Regions from separate parts of the Mus musculus genome. Here region 1 is linked to region 2. The links are chromatin contacts, called in public HiChIP or PLAC-seq maps. All regions are on one chromosome and are shown on one strand. The core of a region is the stretch at or near the end of the contact, and the rest is flanking DNA. Distances in the headings are between cores, read along the strand shown. Region 1 overlaps Slc25a24 (solute carrier family 25 (mitochondrial carrier, phosphate carrier), member 24). Region 2 overlaps Fndc7 (fibronectin type III domain containing 7).

Region 1 (5,460 bases), core at 2,184-4,683, 310 kb after region 2:
CATCATGTAAGACGTGCAATCATGTGCCATATAATAATGTTTGGGCCATGAGAGGCCACTTATATATGACGAGGTTGCTGCAGATTATAATGGAGCTGAAAAATATGTGCTACTTGGTGATGTTTTGGGTGTTTAAACATCAGTAGCTCAAGGCATGGCCCACGTGACTGGGATGATGTTGGTATAAAGACACCGACTCTGAAGCCTGTTGATATTCTGCAACAGTGATAAATGATTGCTGCTGATTCTTTATTCTCTGTATTGAACCTTTCATATGAAATTTATTTTAAAAAGTAGGAACAGAGGAGGCATTCCCAAACGCCTCCTACTAAGCCAGCATCCTTCCAAGATAAAAATCTCGATATTTTAACAATCTGTGTCGAGTCAACTACAATTATATACAAGGCCCCACTCCTTCACACCTCTGGGTACCCCTGTCCTGTTTTGATGACAAGCAGTGTGTCTTTTTACAGTGTGTCCTCTAACATGGGTTTACAATGAGTTCTTGTCCTTTTATTTTTGAAAACTATACTAGATTTCAAAGCTATTTACATACCCGCATTACAATATCATAAGGCTGTCATTTTCTATTTATTCACTTTCACCGTGGACTTTCTGTGTTTTCTGCTGCTGTCTGTTGCCATTTTGTTTGAGACTAAAGGTTGCCTTTTTGTCATCTCTCGCAGGTCTAGTGGTGGCACTTTCTTTCAGCTTTTATTTGTCTGTGGAGCTCTTAATTTCTTCTTTGTATTCAAAAGACAGTTTTGTCTATATACTGTTTGCCAGGGTTTTGTTATTTAAATTTAGCACTTTGAATATAACACCCTGACAACTCCCAACCCACAAGGCTTCTGTTGAGAAATACAACATTATCAAACAAACAAACAAATAAAAAAAACTTAAAATAGTTAAGTTAAAGTAATGGTTATATTTTTAAATTATTGTTCTGATAAGATGCCACAACCGAGGCAACTTATAAGAAAGTGTTTATTTGGGGCTTAACATTTTCAGAGTGTGAGTCCATGACCAGCATGGCAGCAGCCAGGCAGGCAGGCATGGTGCTGGAGCAGTAGCTGAGAGCTCACGTCCTTATCTACAAGTAAGAGTCAGAGAGAGCTAACTAGGAATGGGTGGGTTTGTAAGCCTCAAAGCTCACCTGCAGTGACATTCTTCCTCCCAGACAATTTCACTAACTAGGGGCCAAGATTTCAAACCTGTGAGACTATGGGGGCCATTCTCATTCAATCTACTACAAATATATAATGTCTTAGTATATATTTTTTGTGCTCCAAGTAATTTACTTTTAAAGAGTTGACTGACTACACAAAACAACCCTGGAGATGTTCACATTAACGCAGTGGCTGAATGAGCCATTTTGATGGATTTCTTCTTTGTTTCTGGCGCAGCTTTTGAAGTCTTATTGGCTGGATAACTTTGCCAAAGACTCGGTCAACCCTGGCGTGATGGTGCTGCTGAGCTGTGGAGCCCTATCCAGCACCTGTGGGCAGCTGGCCAGCTACCCCCTGGCTTTGGTGAGAACTCGCATGCAGGCTCAAGGTGAGTTTGGGTTCCAGGATGGCCATGGTGACACTTCATGGATTTCTCTGTCTCTTTCTGTCTCTCTCTGTCTGTCTCTCCCTGTCTCTTTCTCTGTATGTTATTGTTACTCCTTTATAGAAATAACCCTTGTTTTAAGAGCCTAAGGTCTAACATGTGCTCAGGTCTTAGCACTCTCCCCTCCCCCAGCCCACTCCCCTTCCCACCAGCTCCCCTCTCCTGTGTTGTCTTCTATGAATAGAGATTAGCTGCAGTATGTATAAAGAATTTGGCGGGGGTGGGGGTGGGTATGGGGGACCTTTGGGATAGCATTGAAAATGTAAACGAGGAAAATACCTAATTAAAAAAAAGATTAAAAAAAAAAGAAAGATAGCTCAGTTGTAAAGAACACTTGATACTCTTGCAAAGGACCCAGGTTCAATTCCCACCACTTATATGGCCGCTCACAATCATCTATATCTTCAGTTCCAAGGAATCTGACTCCTTCTGGACTCTGAGAGCACTGTACACATGGGGTACACACATGCATACCTATAAGAAAAAATATTCATATACATAAAATAAAAAACAAGATTAAAAAAAAAAGAATTTGGCATTTGCTAAACTCTTGAAGTGAGTGGTGGCCTGACTGCTTGTCAGTGCTGTTCAGACCCCAGGCTTGGCACGGAGTCCTCCCCTCTGTGACAGTCTCTCTGCTGGCTCCCAGGCTGTGATACCCCTACCCTCCTGCCACTTCCTGACTGCTGTCTTCCTGCTGTTTCTGGCTGACTGCCCCATGGAAACATGAACTCTTTGTCTTTCTTTTCCGCTCTTCTTTTTCCCCTGGTCATATTCATCTACTATAACTTCTCTTATGAAAGCACACTGGCTGGGCACCTGGGCCCCACCCCACCCTTCTTCCCAATGCAGCCATCCCTCTTTCAACCAGTCACTCACTCAGAAAAACTCTTTTCAAGACATGCTATGGAATGGATGCTAGGGTTAGAAAATGCAGCAAGTCAGGTGTGAATCGGTCACTGTGGAGTGGAAAAGCCATGGGTGCGACCAGAACATGGCCCTTTAAAACTCCTCATGGCACCAGTTCTAGCCTAATCCCAGTGGATGCCTCAGGCTGCAGTGCAGGAGCTAGCTGGGCACAGGCCCGCAGTGGTGTATTTGAGGATCTGAGAGCCAATCATGGCTGCAGAGAGGAATGCAAACTAGCAAACTAAATGTGTGCAGTCTCTCAGTTAGCTAGGGTGACCACTTTTGGAGCTTGATGCTACTATCATCCATATTTGGCAAATGACTAACAGGCAAGAACAGTTAAGGAATGTCCACAAGGTTATGAATTTGAGCTGGAGTCAAGCTGGAGTTCAGACCCACTCAGGGATTTAAGCAGATGCCCAGTGAGCTTCCCCCTCCCATCAGCTCCAGTCCTGGCCTAGCATGGCTGCCAAGATCTGCCAATTTTTCATCAAGGCCCAAATATTGTGTCTCTAAAACCATTTTTTAAAAATAACTCTTCAGAGTTTTCAGAATAAATCCCATAGTTCTCAGAGGGGGTTTCGAAGTCTTTATCCATCATATCATGCTTCAGTTTTAGCTCCACCTCTGTTTTCTGACCCCCACTATGCTGCTGTGTGACATTTCCAGACATCTGTCTGTTCACCCAGATATGGCAAGGACAGACCAAAGAAACAGGTCTACCCACGTCTAGCGTAGTGCTTCGGTGAGTTTGGTGGGGTTCTTATTGGAGCTTGGGTGATAGATAGCTCCTTACAGGAGCTTGAATAGCTCAAAGACAGCTGCATCACCAGCAGCTCATTACCCCTCAGCCTGCAATCTGCACAAGCCACCAGCCACAGAAGCTGAATCATCGGAGCTCCCTGCATAACCTGCAAGAGACTTGGGCTGGAGCTTCCTGCCCACAATAGTTATAACTGCTCATGTAACCCCAGGGCTCGGGGAGTGGCCTTGTGAATCATCTAGTTTCAGAAGGTATCTGAGCTTGGTACAGTTTGTTGACTTAGTCTTAGGGACCTCTCTATCCCATGGAAAATGCTTCAACTTATAGGACATAGGCAAATAACCCAACACGTGGGCATCTCCAGCTTCGTGATAGCCTGTGGTTAATAATCACATCCAGCAATTGCCATGTCCTCTCCCCCATGCCTGCTGCAGCCTTTGTCTTTTGTTGTACCAACAGTTTCAGGGCTGCCCCCTCCTCTCACTGCCCCCTTCATTTTTCTTCTCCTCCGTTCTTCACTCTTTTCTCTCCCCCACATTGAGATAATTACAACACCCAGGGCTCTGTACTCTTCCTAAACATCTCCAAATCTCCCCTTTCCTTACTATCCAGAATTTAACCATTCTCGTCAGTGCTTGGGGGTGGTAGAGTGTTGGGCTTCAGTGTCACCAACCACGGGTTCTTGGTTTTGCTAACTAAGGATTCAGGAGACGTTCCTTGTCTTTCCAAGTTTCCAGTTCCTGTGGATGTATTTGTCCTGGAGGACTGGCACGGGGAGTCATTAACCTAGTATCTAGCACACGCCTCATTCCTAATGAGCTGCTGCGCCTGTCACTGTAACACGCTGGCGGGTGGCAAAGAGAGTTGCTTTTGGAACTGGTTTTTATCGATTCTTTGCGTTTAGACCCCATTGTGAATCCTCAAAGGTCTGTTGTGACAATAATTCGACGTGCTTAAATATTGGATTAGCCTGGTTCTCCCCATTTTTGTTTATCTATTTTTGTTTGTCTGCTTATCTGTTTGCTAGCCACGGTAGAAGGAGCCCCGCAGCTGAGCATGGTTGGCCTTTTTCAGCGAATCGTCTCCAAAGAAGGAGTGTCAGGACTTTACAGAGGCATCACCCCAAACTTCATGAAAGTGCTCCCGGCCGTGGGCATCAGCTATGTGGTGTATGAAAATATGAAGCAGACCCTGGGAGTAGCTCAGAAGTGACCAGTCCAAGCCTTTGCTTTTCTGTGGTGACCGAGACTGTCAGTGCTCTCCAGTGACTTCTGGGGTTGCATCAAGTCTATCACAAAGGAAGCTGTTTGCCTCGCCAAAGGGAAGAGTGTAGCCGTGATCACTACAAGCCTTTGGGTTCAGTTTTATACCTTCAGCGATGCTCTGAATCGTAGTTCCAGTAAGTGAAGAAACCACAAAATTGTACTGTATTTTTGCTGATAGAGATCTCTGCCCTGCACCCTAAATCTGAAAATGTACTGGCTTGAGATGAAATCATTTTGTGTGGTAGGATTATAAATCACTAACCTTTGTTCTGATTGGTTCAAGCTCATGTCAATTTTTCTTTTTCACCCAAACTTTAAAAAAATCAAAAATGATCAGAAAGCCTCAGGACTTAAATTGTTTAATATATTTTAGATGTCTTTGTAGATGTAAAAGTTCCCAACAGAGACATTAGTAGAAAAATCACTATATTCAAAGTCTACTTTGCACAGTTTATCTCCTCATCTGTAAGCAGAATAGGAATGAATTATAGAAGGCACATTCAGCGGACAGGAGCCGTGAGGTAATGCTTATTTCAGTGGGCATGCTTCTTTCTACTTGCCCTGCTGTTTGGCCCTAGTTTTAGACCTTGATTGACATTGTTGTTACATTATTGACAGGGGACAGGTCATTTGGAAGATCATATTTATTCGGTCATCACTTTGAAAAGCATCAATGAACAAAACTGTGACTTGTACCATTTCCCAGTGAGCATCTTGGTTTTGTTCATTTTTTTTACTCATTTAATCAAATTCTCTTAATCAGGAAGGCTCCTTGGGACCTTCACAGTAATCTGAAACTGCCCTTCTCCTACTTGAGTGTCAAGTTCAGGTAAATAAACCCTTGTTTCCCTCTTACTGTTGAGGTCTTTGAACCTGTGCTTCTCAAATGGAGCGGCACAAAGCTAAGGC
Region 2 (5,677 bases), core at 1,944-4,443:
CTTTCGCCAGCAGAAGCTCCCCTGCACTCAGCTCTCTCACTGGCCAGCCCTCTGCCAACTCAGCTTGGCTTTGCTTGGCTCAGCACAAACACTGCAATGCTTTGGAGCAACAGCTGCTGCTGGGGCAGCAGCAGCAGCAACAGCAGGGGGGGGGTGTGGGGTGTGGAGGGGGGTTGGCAGAAGCACTTGCGGCTCCCAACTTGTGCCCTTTCCCCTTTGCTTGAACCCTCCCACCAGGCCAGCCCAGAGATCTCTGGTACACAGACCGACAGTCACCTACTCCAAAATCCCCTAATGTGCTTTGAATCATGCCTGCAAGCTCACTTGGTTGTCTCTCTATCTTGGAGACCTCAGCATGCTGAACTTCTGCAGAATAAAACGTTCTTTGCATTTACATACTATTTGAGTCTGGGGTGTAATTTTTTCGCCAAATCATGGGCCCTTACAAAATGAGTATGAAGAAAGCTGTTAGCAGTGTGTGCCCTGTGCTTAATATTACACATATTAAGTAAATGCAGTAAGTATACATTAATTTTGTCCTCATCCAAGGTGGACCACATGGCTTTTGTGGAAATCTATCTAGTGCAGCTTAGCCTTAGACACATAGCTAAGTGGATATGGCCATTTTCTTGCACAGATCTCTGAGAACAGAGATGCTGGCCTTCCATTTGGTCTAAGCTGCTTGTTTCTTCTAGTCAGCCCTAATTCTGAGGTACCATTCTGAAGGTACCTTACTGTCAGCTGATATAGCACACAGTCTCACATGGACACAACCCCAGATGTGAGCCCAGAATATGGTTTCATGTCTCTTCCACTAGGCTTTCCCCAGCAAAACAAGGAACTCCCGAGAGCACTGTGGGGCTCATGAGGCTTTCTTCACAGGCCACGGGCCTCCATCATCTCAGCTTCTCATCACTGAAATCTTACTTCAAGAAAATAATCCACCAAGGCAGTTCCAAACTTCTGCATGTCAGAATCCTTTGGTGATCATGAAAAAACAACCACCCTAACTGCCATTTCCAGGCCTGATCCAAATATCTAATTAATATATGTCTCTAGAATGACAGCTGGGAATCTATGTGAGTAACAGTTGTTCCCTCTGTGGTATTCAGAAACCAGAAGAGAGCTGTGGAGTGGGACTAAGGAAGATAATAGGGCTGAACATGAGGTCAGTGTAATAATGTACATATGAGCTCTTCATAATGAGGCTTATGTTGTTCATTGACAAAAATTAATTAAATACATGAAAAACATTTTTTTGTTTTGTTTTGTTCTGTTCTATTTTTATTTTATTTTATTTTTTTTAAGACAAGGTTTCTTTATATAGCCCTGTTTGTCCTAGAATTTGCTTTGTAGACTAGACTAGCCTCGATTTCAGAGATCTGCCTGCCTCTGCCTCCTGATTGCTGGGATCAAAGGTCTGCGGCACTACTGGCTAGATTGGTTGTTGTTTGTTTTTGAGACAGGTCTCTCTATAACCCTGGCTGTCCTGTAACTCACTGTCTAGTCCAGGCTGGCCTCGAACTCATGGAGATCCACCTGACTCTGCCTCCTAAGAGCTGGGATTAAAGGTATACATCTCTGTACCCAGCTAAAAACATTTTTTTTTTTTGAGACAGGGTCTCACTAGCTAGCTTTTTCGGGCCTGGAGTTCCCTAGGTAGACCAGGCTAGCCTTAAACTCAGACATCCACCTATCTTTGCCTCCTGAGTGCTAGCATTAAAGGTGTGCACTATTCTGACTGGCAAAAACAAAACAAAAAAAAATTTTTTTAAGTGAACAAAACTCAACCCCCTTCCATTTGTGTACTTGAGACATTTAACTCCACTTTTAGAACTGGCTTGTCTCTGGGAAAGATCTCTTTATCCAGGGGCTTATGAGACCCCACCCTTTACCTCTGAAGCATGGGCTATCAGTCGATCCTCTGAGAGGAGGGATGTGGTCTTTACTTGGGTGTCCTCTGCTGAGCCCATCACACCCCACAGATGGTCCTGGCAAATCTTTCTGGGACACTAAACGAAACATCCAGGAACACAAGCGAGATTGGTGGAGGGTGGGGGGGATCGGGCAGAGGTAGTAGAGATGTGTGTGTGTGTGTGGAGGGGTGAGTGTTCAGAATGCAAAGTATATGTGTATGAAACCATAAAAAATAAACAGGGGCTGGAGAGATGGCTCATTGATTAAGAGCACCTGCTGCTCTTGCAGAGACCCTGAGCTCAGTTCCCAGTGCCTATAAGGCGGCTCATAACCACCTGTAACTCCCATCCCAAGGGATTTCATGTCCTCTTCCGGTCTCCACAGGCACCCATGTGGTGCACAGACATACATTCTGGCAGCACATTCATCTATGTAAAATAAAACATAAATTTTTTAAAAGTGGATACTTGATAGTAATAAAATCTCTTTGTCAGCGAAACGTTTTTGCATCCCTGATTTGTTTGTTGAGACATTTCAGGATGTGTGCCAAGCTGGCCTTGAATTCATGATCCTCCTGCCTCAGACTCCTGAGGGTTGAGATTACCGGCATGTGCCCTCATACATGGAAAGAAGATGCAGGAGAGGAAGTTTGCGCTCTCTTCCTTGCTGGCCTCGTGTCTAAGTTTCCTGCGTGTGCACCATTTGGTGCCTGATGCTCTCAGAGGCCAGAAGACAGAGGGTATGGCCCACCCCCACCGCCACCACCCTCACCCCAAACCAGTGTTACAGATGTTTATAAGCTGCCATGAGAGGGCTCGGAATGGAACTCGAGTCTTCTGCAAGAACAGCCTGTTCTCTTAACCACTGAGCCACCCTTTCACACACTACAGCCATGCCTTTGAGAACTCGTGACACAAATCATACTCATGCTATTTTAAAATTACTTTTCTGGCATCAGACAGACAAACATTTGTTCTAGGTACAACAGATTGATGTTATATATCCACCGTTTTCTTCTCTCGGATCGCGGAAGGAAGCCATTACAATGTGCGCAGAGCATAGAGAACAGACTGCGAGATCCATGAACCCTGAAAGGCTGTGTGTGCATGTCAGCCTGTCACAGTCTGAGACTCTTTGCCCTTGGCTGCTGCTCCGCCTGACGTCTTTGCTCACTCCGAGAGCGTGATGACAGTCTTTCCAGCCACAGACCTACGCTTCTGCTTTCCCAAAGGCTCTGGCAGATGTCTGCTCACATGGCGCTCTCTGACTCAGTGAAGTCTGCAGGCAGCTCAGCTTCCCCGGGAACCTGGGCCGAAGGCGTTTGTTACCACACAGTTGCCCTAGCAGCAGCTGCTCTAGACTCAAGCTTAAAGGCCTCAACAAAGGCCTGTCTTGGGGGCGAATGCTGTCCTCTGGAGGATGGCTTGACTGAGGGTGTGCAATTCCATACTTCTGCGGAGAGGATGCTGTAGGGAAGCTTTTGAGAGACCCCTGGCCAGGAAGTATTAAAGTTTGTGATGGAGCATAATGGTGGATGCCCGTAACCCGACACGTTGGGAGGTTGAGGCAGAAGGACTGAGACTTCAAGGCCAGCCTGGGCTACGTGGCTTTGGGATAGGCGACATTCTGTGGTGTGTCTGGATATGAAGCCCCCAAACAAGTTTCTGCTAAGCGTGGCTTTTATGCATCCAGGCTGTGACAGTGTGCTGACTCAGTCTGGCAACCTTCCAGGGGACTTTCTGGGCCTTTCCTCTGTGGAGTCCCCTCCTCTCCACAGCTCATCTTGAACTTCTTTGCAGCCAACGACACACTTGACCTTGTCCTCTCCAAACAGTCTGAGTTCCTCCTTTAAAGCGCAAAGGAGCTTTGCCTATCCTACGGTACATTGTGTTCTAATAGCGAGTTTCCATGGCTGCTCACTAACAACACAGGGACCCTGGAAGGGAAGTGAGGAGAATTTTCAAAACAGAGGACAAAATCTTGCTGTGGAATCAGAAAGAATTAATGCTCTCTGCTCACCTTGTGGAGTATCTGTATTTACCTGGGGCTCGCTGTATCGTTCCTCTTCCCTCTGTAAATCACTAAAGGGACAGGGAAGAAAGGGACAGGGAAGAGGACACAGAGGCTGTGTCACAAACTCAGACATTGCTTAAGTGCTGAAAATTTGTTACTGTCAATATTCAGAAAGCTGTTTTTTTATAGCACTTCACAGCAAGCAAAGAGGAGCGTGAGCTACCAAACTGTTCAAAGCGACCAGAAGTTTCTGACAAACCAGCGTGACTAAACCCCTGCTTCACGAAGTGAATCCTCTAAATATCCCTGGGCTCACAGTACTGATTGGATGAGGGATATTTCTTTTACCCTCAGGCCAACTTGCTGTGCCCTCCACTCCCCCCCCCAAAAAAAAAAACCTCCACTATTTCATTCATTCAGACATTTGCACAAGGTGAACATGAACCTTCAACTGCTAAAGATGTCGTGGGGAAGAAAGTCTCCAAAGCTCCACAGGATGAGCAGGTGACACTGAAGCTGGCTGGGTACCAAAGGAGAAGGATACCACACAGGGCACACAGACCCCACACCTGTCACTTTCTCCTCTAGCCAGGCATCAGGTTTCCAGCAACAAAAGCTCTCTCCCAAGTTAGAGCCCGGATCCTCTAACCTAAGGCTGCTTGTTAAAACAGAGTTGCTGGCCAGGTGGTGGCGCACCTGGCAGGGGACAGAGGCTTTATGTGCTAATGAGGTGAGAGGTCTGAATAGGCTTTGAATAGCACAACCTTAGAGACAATCAACCCCTCCCCAGCCCCATTTTACGGGCACTGTAGTGTAACAACCTTTAATCCCAGCTCTTTAATCCAGGAGGTGGAGGTAGACAGATCTCTGTGAGTTTGAGGCCAGCCTGAACTACAGAGCTAGTTGCTAGTTCCTGGACAGCCAAGGCTACACAAAGGAACCCCGTCTTGAAAAACAAAACAAAACACCCAAGCCAAACCCACAGAGTTGCCAGGCTCCAGAATCTCTCAGTTACTAGGTCTTTGGCCAAACCCTAGAGGCGACATTTCTAAAAGGTTACCAGATAATGTGAGTATTGTTGGGTCCATACTTAAAAACTAATGTGTTCAAGTATTATGAGGGCTAAGGTTAAAGTGTTAATATCTAGAACATATTAGGGAGTTATGAGATGAAATTGACCCTGAATTCTCACTGTGTCCAATTAATTACATTTCATTTAATGTCATTATGTTTTATGAAGTGACTATTACTTCAGTTTTCAAATGAGGAAAACTAGGCTTAGGAATTTGAATAGTTCAACTACTGGCAAATAAGAGCAGCAGGATTTAAATCCAATATTGTCTCTTAGAAGGTCATTTCAGACAAGATCAGCAAGTTCACGGTGGTATGGTAGCACATGTCTTTAATCTCAGCACTCAGGAAAGAGGGTCAGGCAGATCTCTGTGAGTTTGAGGCTAGCCTGGTCTACAGAATGAGTACCAGGACAGCCAGGGCTACACATAGTCTCAAAAAAAAAAAAAAAAAAAAAAAAAAAAAAAAAAGTCAATTCAGGCAGGCAGGCATTGTGCTGTAAAACCTTTAATTTCAGCACTTGGGGGTAGGGGTGGGGCAGAGGCAGACAGAGCTCTGTGAATTCCAGGCCAACCTGGTCTACAAAGTGAGTTCCAGGCTAGACAGGGGTACATAGTGAGACCCTGACCTGGAAAAAAAAAGTCAACTCATGGGGTTGGTAAGATTTATGATAGAC

What was found. HiChIP or PLAC-seq counts read pairs in DNA pulled down with a chosen protein or histone mark.
Region 1: a contact with region 2 is called in an HNF4G HiChIP or PLAC-seq map of pancreatic cancer cells. The contact joins two enhancer-like sites. A contact is called at or near these places in 1 of 39 promoter capture datasets (the 3T3-L1 cell line) and 1 of 115 datasets of contacts at active chromatin or transcription factors (pancreatic cancer cells).

What each region holds. Positions count from the first base shown.
Region 1 is chr3:109,162,013-109,167,472 of GRCm38.p6, forward strand. It overlaps Slc25a24 (solute carrier family 25 (mitochondrial carrier, phosphate carrier), member 24), which reads left to right. Exons shown (of 10, transcript NM_172685.3): 9 at 1,407-1,557; 10 at 4,314-5,460. The coding sequence ends at 4,498. Among named protein-coding and RNA genes, the nearest start is that of Slc25a24, 42 kb to the left of the region's middle. Within about 2 kb of position 3,434, at least 97 of the 459 cell types and tissues checked have an H3K27ac peak or open chromatin away from gene starts, as enhancers often do. A contact at or near this core is called in pancreatic cancer cells, where this site is marked.
Region 2 is chr3:108,852,413-108,858,089 of GRCm38.p6, forward strand. It overlaps Fndc7 (fibronectin type III domain containing 7), which reads right to left. Exons shown (of 13, transcript NM_177091.5): 12 at 3,937-3,998; 13 at 1,266-3,853. The coding sequence ends at 3,955. Among named protein-coding and RNA genes, the nearest start is that of Stxbp3, 15 kb to the left of the region's middle. Within about 2 kb of position 3,194, at least 191 of the 459 cell types and tissues checked have an H3K27ac peak or open chromatin away from gene starts, as enhancers often do. A contact at or near this core is called in pancreatic cancer cells, where this site is marked.